Regions from separate parts of the Mus musculus genome. Here region 1 is linked to region 2. Evidence: chromatin contacts called from public HiChIP or PLAC-seq data. All regions are on one chromosome and are shown on one strand. The core of a region is the stretch at or near the end of the contact, and the rest is flanking DNA. Distances in the headings are between cores, read along the strand shown. Region 1 has its middle 73 kb from the start of Icos. Region 2 holds the start of Icos (inducible T cell co-stimulator).

What was found. HiChIP or PLAC-seq counts read pairs in DNA pulled down with a chosen protein or histone mark.
Region 1: a BATF HiChIP or PLAC-seq map of CD8 T cells shows a contact between it and region 2, with 81 read pairs. The contact joins the enhancer-like site here to the promoter of Icos in region 2. A contact is called at or near these places in 2 of 39 promoter capture datasets (the 3T3-L1 cell line and hippocampal neurons), 1 of 15 datasets of contacts at CTCF or cohesin (CD8 T cells), 26 of 484 Hi-C or Micro-C datasets (CD4 T cells, CD8 T cells, CD8 central memory T cells and 13 more), 6 of 115 datasets of contacts at active chromatin or transcription factors (CD8 T cells, Th17 cells, effector CD8 T cells and 1 more) and 1 of 9 other capture datasets (adipose tissue).

Annotation. Positions count from the first base shown.
Region 1 is chr1:61,048,349-61,053,037 of GRCm38.p6, forward strand. No RefSeq gene overlaps it. Among named protein-coding and RNA genes, the nearest start is that of Icos, 73 kb to the left of the region's middle. Within about 2 kb of position 2,188, at least 21 of the 459 cell types and tissues checked have an H3K27ac peak or open chromatin away from gene starts, as enhancers often do. A contact at or near this core is called in CD8 T cells, CD8 central memory T cells, the MNK3 cell line and 7 more, where this site is marked.
Region 2 is chr1:60,976,206-60,980,959 of GRCm38.p6, forward strand. Icos (inducible T cell co-stimulator) reads left to right here and starts at 1,709. Exons shown (of 5, transcript NM_017480.2): 1 at 1,709-1,811. The coding sequence starts at 1,754.

The DNA.
Region 1 (4,689 bases), core at 938-3,437, 73 kb after region 2:
ACGACTAACTAAGGGGTGTGATGGCTGTATCAGTATCCTGAGGGAAAACAGATGGCACTCTCAAAATTGGGACAGTTTGAGAATGGCTTAGAGACAAAGGGATTCATATCAAAGTAGGCAGGAAAAGAGAAACTGTGACTGTAGCAAGAACTCAGGATTAGTAGTTGACAGCTTAGGCAAGGGATGCCGGGATGCTCTGTTATACTTGTGTATACACACACACACACACACACACACACACACACACACACACATATATATATATGAGACAGTGCTGTGGATCTCAGTCTTCTTTGGTCGCTGCTTCTCTGTGGGTACTACTAAGGATGATTAAGGAGAAATTATCAGGCCATGAAGGCAGTGGTGAACAGACAGAGTAGGAAGGCATCTATAGGGCCTCATGGAAGGGTCAGGCTCAGTAGTGTCCTCTTTCTCTGCTTCAGTGAGCATGTTCTGAGCATCGACTGTGGTTCAAGGTGGCATCTCTAGACTGGAAGCCAAAATGTTCAACTGTAATTATTACTCCCTTTCAACCCAACCCCTTTCTTCTTCTTTTAATTTTTAAAAAATATACTTCTTCCTCCCCTTAACTCCTTCTATATACACATCCCCAACTTCATGCCCCTTTTTTAAAAAATTAAAATACAGCTATATCATTTTCCCCTTCCCTTTTCTCCATCCTTTCCCTCCCATTTGTCTTCCCATCATGCTTCCTTTTGAAATCATGGCCTTTGTTCTTTAAAATTGGCATTTCACACACACACACACACAAGTCTAAAATATAATCTGTTCAGCTCACTTGGTGTTACTTGCTTAGTTTTATTTGTATGTATCTGGTTTGCTGCCCATTTGCTTTTGGATGACCAATGAGGCGGCTCATCCCTGGGAAGGGTCGTTTCTCTACCCATCCCTATGCCTTAGTTGCCTGTTGTTCTTTGTTTAAGGGCAAGGCTCTTTAAGATTAGCATTTCTTCTTCCATGTTAGCATGTCTGTTGGTGTTGTACTTCTTCAGGTCTTGTTTAGGCAGACATATTGATAGGGTACCATGGTTGAAGTTTCCCTGTCATATCTAGGAGACACAATCTCACAGAAGCTTTCCTGACTCTCACAGTCCTATTGCTCCCTCGTCTCTGTCATGTTCCCTGAGACTCTGGTGTGGGGTTCTTGTTGTGGATGTACTCATTGGGCCTGGGCACCCCATGATTACTTGTTTTCTGCATTTGACTGGTTATAATTTTTTGTAATGGTCTCCTGTTGCAAAGAAGTTTCTATGATGAGGAGGTGGGAGCTAAATTTGTCTGAGGGACTTAGAATCTAGTGAGGAACTATGTTGGTTTATTAAAATGGTGAAAAGTTGTTCTCTAAGATCCATGACCTCACTAACCCCAGAAAGTTTGTTAGGTTTCTAGTACTAGATATAATTTTCTTTGTGTTGACTCTGCCTTCAGTCCAATTAGGAAGCTGTTGGTTACCACAAAGACATGTTTCACTATTGCACTCTTAGGACTATCATGACATGTTGGTTACCATTGAGGTTCATAGGCATTGCAGCTGTGACACGTCTCCATTTCTCCATCCGTTTCCCATGAGTTCACAGGCTGTATCCTTGTGTTAATTCTGTGCCTTTGACTGTAAAATGTCTCGTGGCATCGGGGGAGCAGAGGACAAGTGTATAAATGAGGTAAATGGAAGCTGCTTCTCTTCTGGATCTCTTCTAAAGCAAATAAACATAGCGCGTCCAAGTCTTCAGAATCCCGCAGGTCCTAATCCATCTCAGTTCCTCACTTTGTTGCCTTTGGGTTTTGCCTGTGGATCACACAGCATAGCAAGTCTCTAACATTTGTCAATGAGATAGCGAGGGCTGTTTGGAAGGATCATGTTTGATGTGCTCTAGAACCCATTGTTTCCTTGCCAGGTCACCTATGACACACACGCTCACACCATGGCTCAGAACCACAGCCACAGTGTCAATTTTTCTCACTAGGAAACTTTATTTCATATCCTTATTAGGATTTCAAGTGTTTTTTTTTTTTTTTTGTTTTTTGTTTTTTGTTTTTTTTTATGGCTGCCACTGGTGCTGCACTGGCTTCTCTGTTCTAGTGCTATTTACACGAAGAAGCAAGGTGTTAGTCAAACCATGAGTGTGCCAGTGCCTAAGCGGAGGCCAACCACATAGGGCTGGGAGGAAGATGCCAGTCTTCTTCGCTAGCTGCATGACTCATTCCCTCTCAGAGGGTAGGATTTAGTTTCATACTTCAGAACATTCAAAACCAAGGTTTTGCTGAGAAACAGCCCAGGTTACTTCTCAGTTGTTGAAACTGTTCTCTCTACTTAAATGTCAGGCATCTAGAATAAGGGCACGAGCTGGTATTTTCTGTGTGGTTATCATGTTCAACTTCTGCCTTAGTTTCTTTTACTGCTGCTGTAATAAAATACCCCAACCAAAAGGAACTTCAAGGAAAAAGGGTTTATTTGGCCCACAGTTCCATGTTACAGATAAGATTTATGTCAAGGCAGCAGGAACTTGGGGTATAGCCATAGCAAAGAGCAGAGAGCAAGAATTAATGGGTGCATGTTAATGCTCAAATATCTTTCTCCTTTTCTTGCAGCCCAAGGTCCAGCTCAAGAAATGTTGCTGCCCACATTCAGACAGAGTCTCCTACTTCAACCCAACTAAGGGAGCCTCTCACAGGCCATCCTGACCAGACAATCAAGTATTGGCCTTTCCCTCCCAAGATGACTTTAGATTCTACCAAATCAGAAGTTACCAGCACAGGTGTTTAACTTAAAATAAAGATAATACCATGCTTAGAGGTTATAGGCACTAGAAGATGCTATATGCAAAAAACATAGAGTAAAAACTGGTAAATAGAGTTATTTATTTACCAGTATTTTGAGTGAGCATATAATATGGTAGGTTTCAGGAAAACATTTTTATATACATATATTACTCTACCTCTTTATTTCACCTGCACACTGTTCTCCTTTGTTTACCCTCTTCCTTCCTGCCTGTCTTATTTTCCCCAAAAGTCTTATCCCTTCTGTTTCTTGTCAGTGCCATATGTAACTGTGTGTGTACAAGCATATACAAGTGTGTATACATTCTATCTATCTATCTATCTATCTATCTATCTATCTATCTATCTATCATCTATCTGGATTCTAAATACAGAAGAAAACATGAGATGTTATCCCTTTTATCTCTCTTTAGTTCCTTTGTCCTCACCAAACAGTCCCCCATACACACACACCACCACCACCTCCACTACCACCCCCCACATATAACAAAAGACATGTAATGTCATTATGAATCTGGCTTCTTTGACATAGCATTGAGATGTCTAATTCCATTCATTTCCCCTGCCAGTGACTAAATGAATAAAGCTCCACTGTGTGTACAAGTACATATAATGTATCCCTACAGATAATAGTTTTTGATTCATGGAGCTGTTAATGATACCTATACTGAATCCATTACTTGGTATTGTGACTAGCCCTGCAATAAATATGGGTGTGTAGTTATGCTTGTGGTATGTTGATTTAGATTCCATACACACACACACACACACACACACACACACATATCCAGTAGTAGTATGGCTGGAGCATATAGTAGTTCTACTTTTAGTGTTTGGAGGAAACTGGCGCTGATTTCCACAGTGTCTATAAATGCTGTCATTCCCATCAGCAATATATAAGGGCTTCTTTCTGCCAACCTTCTTGCCAGCATTTATATTGCTCCAAACCCTGGCACTGAGCATATTGCTGATGGGGAAGGAGGTTGGCTTGGTGGTAAAAGAAGTACCTGCACATCTTACATTAGCTCTTTCTTATGACTTCAGCCTACAAAAACCCCACGTGTCTTTGATTCGGTGCAAGTGAAAAATAGAAACTATTTATATGCAAGTTTATCTTTATTTTGTTGAAGGAAACTGAAGTAAGGAGACTGTAACCAATATGCAAGATATCATAGATCCTAACAATATGCTAGATATCATAGATCCTAACCAATATACTAGATATTATAGATTTTAATCAATGTGATACATATTATAGATCCTAACCAATATCCTAGATATTATAGCTTCTAACCAATATGCTACATATTATAGATCCTGACCAATATGCTAGATATTATAGATCCTTATTTCTTCCTTACCCGAGAAAAGCTTTGCAGGAGACAGGAAGGAACTGGGATGGTAGCTCCTTGGTGACTTGGGGGACTACGTGCTATACACCATCCTAGTGTGGCACTTTCATCCTTGTGGCCACTACATAGTTCAGAATAGCAGCTGGTACGTTATGTCATGGTATCATATTTTAGTATCCTGGCATTCTTCATTGTAATTTACCCAAAAGGTGTCCTTATTTTTTTTCCCAGTGGCTTATACACACATCAGCGTTATCAAGAATGTTAAAGTCACATTAAGAAAGTCTGTCAAAGACAACATTCTTTGAAGAATAGAAATTCTGAAAGAAGAAAAAGCAAACAAACAGTGAGGACTTAAAGTGGGGTTGGGGTAACAAGAAGGTATAGACCTAATAATGGGTTCATCTTTCTGTCTTCATTTATATTAATGGTTTCCTTAAATAAAAAGATTCTCAAAAGAAAATATGAAATGCAGAAATTTCTCAAAACTCACGCTGGTAGTGGTAATGAAAATTCGAACAGCAAAAGCACATTTGAT
Region 2 (4,754 bases), core at 459-2,958:
TGAGATGAGGAAAATAGTGGCCCACGATTCATAAAGTAAATAACAATATGCATAGAATAATATGAATATGTATGCACACAAAAAGTCCATTAAAACAATTTAAGCATACTATTAACTATATTCATAGTATTTGGTATTCTCTATACAAAGTAAGCCATTTGTTATTCTACATTGAAGTGTGTGTGTGTGTGTGTGTGTGTGTGTGGTATGGTGTGTAGTATCCATGTGTTGTGTGTAGTCTATGAGCAGTCATTGAGAGGCCAGAAGAGGACACTGGGCACCTTCCTCTATCATTCTTCCTGCTGTTCCTTGAGACAGGGTCTCTCATGGAACCTGACACTCACCATTTTGCTTAGGCTGACTGACAAGTGAGCTCTGAGGATCCTCCTGTCTGCCCTCCTGTGGTGTTCTGTGGTTACAGGCATGCACAACCACACCCAGGTTTTGCAAGGTTGTTAAGGATTTGAACTCAGGTCCTTATGTTTGACAGCAAGTGCTTTTACCCACTGAGCCATTTCTCATCCTCTTTACCTTTAAATTATATATATCATATATATATATATATATATATATATATATATATATATATATATAATATATATACCACATATATATTATATTATATTATATTATATTATATTATATATAATATTATATATAATTAATTAAGATATATTTCATATAAAATTTAGGTGGCTGTAAATAAATTATTTGCATTATTGCCATTGCTACTGTCTTTTTTCTCTTTCTGCAGAGACAGAGATTTTTATCAGGCATCTTAGCTTTCTTGCTTCATTTGCACCATACATGCAGACAGACTCTCGAGTTTCTACAGATGACTGTAACTTAGAGAAAAGGGGTTAAGTCACTTTAAACCTGACCCTATCATTTATAAAATCATAATCTACAATGAACACCATATAAATATTATTTCTCATATTCCAGGAATATTCCTCTTTCAGATGTTTTAAAATGTCATTTTCTTAAAAACTTTCATTTATTTTCTGTCCTATTTCAAAGGCCTTACATCTCTGGAGTAAATAGCCCTGACAAATGTGTCAAAATATGCCTTATTCATAATTTGTGTTGGATCCTGCAGTCCCCAGTAGCTATTGATATAGAGATCTGAATGAATTGCTTCTGAAAATGATGGGCTTTGTGTTTCTAACCAGAAAGAGGGTCACATTTTCTTCCTGCCTTCATGATCAACAAAAATCTGTGAATTAAGCATCCACCCTACAAACGGTAATGCTTTCCACCCAGCAGTGATATGAATGGTCCATGAAGTCCCTAGAAGCACAAATGACACATAAATAGCTTTGAAAATGAAATCCATCCATCCATCCATCCATCCATCCATACATACATACATACATACATACATGCATCCATTCATCCTTCCATTCTCACATCCATCCATTCACTCATTCATACATGCATGCATCCATCTATCCATTCATCCATTCATCCATCCATCCATCCATCCATCCATTTATTCACACATCCATGTATTCATTCACACATTCATCCATCTAGTCATTCATTTACGCATCTATCCATTCATACATCACCGGGTACTTGCCATGCAGGAGGCGCTGTGATAGCTCTCCAAGTAGAAGTGGATGATAAATGTGACACCACATCAACCTCCACAAACCCACTTCCTCTCCAGAAAACTGAAAACAACTGAGATCACGACTTCACTGACACTTTTGAGCACTGGAGGAGAAGACTGCAACTGCTCCTGGCAGACATGAAGCCGTACTTCTGCCGTGTCTTTGTCTTCTGCTTCCTAATCAGACTTTTAACAGGTGAGTGGCCATCCATAGCTCTTATTGAGTTCTACTTCAAGAGAACATTAAGAAAAATCTGAAGTAGAAAAATTAAGTAAAAATGGAAAATGATTTTATTTTATTTTATTTTATTTTATTTTATTTTGTTTTTAACAAGCACAGACAGTTTCAGAGGCACTGAAGCTCACGGCTCAGGGCGTCATGCCCGGTCAGCGTGGATGTCAGTGCTTCTTTTGATACTGTGTTTTAACATGAAAAAGTACATTTCAACAGACCATTAAAATTTTAAATTACTTGTTCAAAGTTACCTGACAGTGTATAAAGTAGGAGAGTAGCTCACTCTTTTTAGAGAAAGATGAAAGGCAAGATTATTTGTGTCAAAAGAATAGAAATTGAATAGCCCTGGAAATCCTTCTATAGTAGAGAAAAAAGTGGATGACTTCCAAAAGGAAAATTTTGACTTTACTCTTACCTGGTTGGTCCTAAGTCTTAAATGTACAGTCTGCCATAGGGTTGGTGGTTTTTGTTTTGTTTTGTTGCTTTTTATTTTTGATTGTTTTGTTTTTCAAGACAGAGCCATACCAATCCTGGCTTATCTTATAAGGCTTTTAGACACTAGATATGAAGATCACCCCAAATGTAAAAAGGGGGAGAAAATGACTGACAGCATTCACTAGTCCCTCTAGACCTTAAACATTCTGGAATCTTTGACTCTTTTTCGTGGGTGACATTTATCAGACTCTACATGAGAAGTTTAAAGAGGGTCATGTGCAGTGTAAGTAATTACATACAGTCTTTTGCTGCTTCTTATTATATGCACTTACATACTGTTCTTGAAATTGGGATAAGTGAAGTGAAACATTAAGTGGTGGGAAATGCCTTTAATAGGAGAAGCAAAAGCAGAATGCTCAGTGGTATAAGTCCATCTGGAAATGCATTTTTTTCAGTGGTAGAAAGAAGGAGACATTACTTTTCTCTCCAAAAAGAAGTCAAACCTAAAATTGGATTTATTAAACATTTAGTATTGTGCTGTTTCAAAGGCACTCAAATGTTCTTAAGAAGGATGAAGAGCGAAGACCTTGTTGTATTTACCTGGAAGAAGTACTAAGAACAGCTCTGGGCCAGATGTGTTTTCTACTCTGCACGCTAGTTTTACAACCCCCCTGAAAAGCTTAGCAGCATACGTGAAACAAGAAAAACCATGGCAGGGAGATCCACTCATTTACTCATCCACTCATCCGTTCATTCACGCATCACTGGACACTTGCCATGCAGGAGATGCTGGGCTGGCTATTGTATAAACAGTGGTGAGCAAGACCAGGCAGGCCCACTCTGCTGAGACTAGCTGAGTACTAGTGAAAGAGACATGAATCAAACAATCGTATGAATTGATGGCAAGAGAGGGCACCAAGGATCCAGGTCAGACAGGGAGGTGTGTGTGTGTGTAGCTAGAGCCATACAGACTGTTCTGTGGAAATGACGCTTGAGTTGAAATTGGAAGGACAGATAGGAATCAGTGGGAAGAGCAGTGTCAAGAGAGGAAAGACAATTCAATGGAAAGTCAATCCAAAGGATCTGTAGTTTTCAAGGAAGGTCAGAGGGCTGATGTGGCTGAGCACAGGGAGGAAGGGAAGCTGGGCATGATGCCAGATGAGGCTAAGAAAGAAGTCAGTGGTCAGACTTCTCAGCCCACAGGGCCATGCTAAAGAGTTTGGAATTTCTTCCAAGAACATTTGTACAAGTTATTGCATGGTTGGTTTGGGATGCATCAAAAGTTTTCTGTATCCCAAACCCATTCGGGTAGTTGTGGTGGTGGTGCTGTACTCAAAAGACTTGTATCAACAGTGGTGTCATTTCTGTAGAGGGATGGATTCAGCTGTAGGATTCTCATGAGTTGCCAAGCTAAGCTGATCAATAAGATCTTCTGGAATAGTCACCTGAGATCCTTAGTGAGTAAAAACCAATGTTCGTTAGTCTTATGACACAAAAAAAACTGTGTTATGTAGAATGCCATTTTCCAATGACAGGTAAACAGGGGTAATAAACATGCCAATGATCATCATATTAAACGTTGCCCTAGGTCACACACACCCAGGAACTCCTAATTTCATAGCTATAAACAGAACCAAACTGCAGGAAACTAAACACTCATGGGTAGTTATAACACTTTTAGTGTTTCTAACTCTTGGCTCTGTCTTGACAAAATGATACAGGGATTCTTGCCCTCAGGCAGTACTGATAAAGACTCATAAACCAGGGAAGGCTAAGTGATTTGTCACACAACACTTAGTGGCAGAACCATTGGTAGAAGCCCAATGTGCCCAGCTCCATTGAAGATTTGTGAACAACACAAATTAAGAAGATTGAGAATTAAGAAGGTTGAGAGTCTTGAACATTCCCAGTCTTCAATGGATCTCAGTGTAAAAGTCTACAAAATATTTTTGTTTTAATGATTCTGGAATGGCAGAAGGCTCTTTCTTACAGAAGGATCCGCAGAAAGAAGCTATAAGAGAAGAGCCCCTACTTGGGCAATGGGGGTGGTGTGGGTGACCTGCTGAATTCTGGCTTTAGGAAGACTACTTTGAAGGCAGTGTAGAGTGAAGCCAGTGGCAATGACTGACAGCTGGTGATATCCAGCAAATGCTTGTCTCAGAAGGTATTCTCCTAGGAAGCTGGGATGGTAGACCTCAGACTCACTCTATCTCTGACAGTGACTGAACAGTTACTCGAGAATCCCACCATCTCTGGAGAAATAGCCATTTGGTGTTCTTAGCACCAGATCCTCCCCACAGAGCTCAGAGAGGTCTGGGGTGATGAGCTGACCTCTGGGTCCTCCCTTTGAGCACCTGTTTCTAGAATTCAAACTGCATTGAAAAACTCTGCATTGCTAACCTTTTGTCTGGATAGATGAATGTAAGCCATTCTCAGCATGATAAGCCTTGATTTTATGCCTCCAAGAGT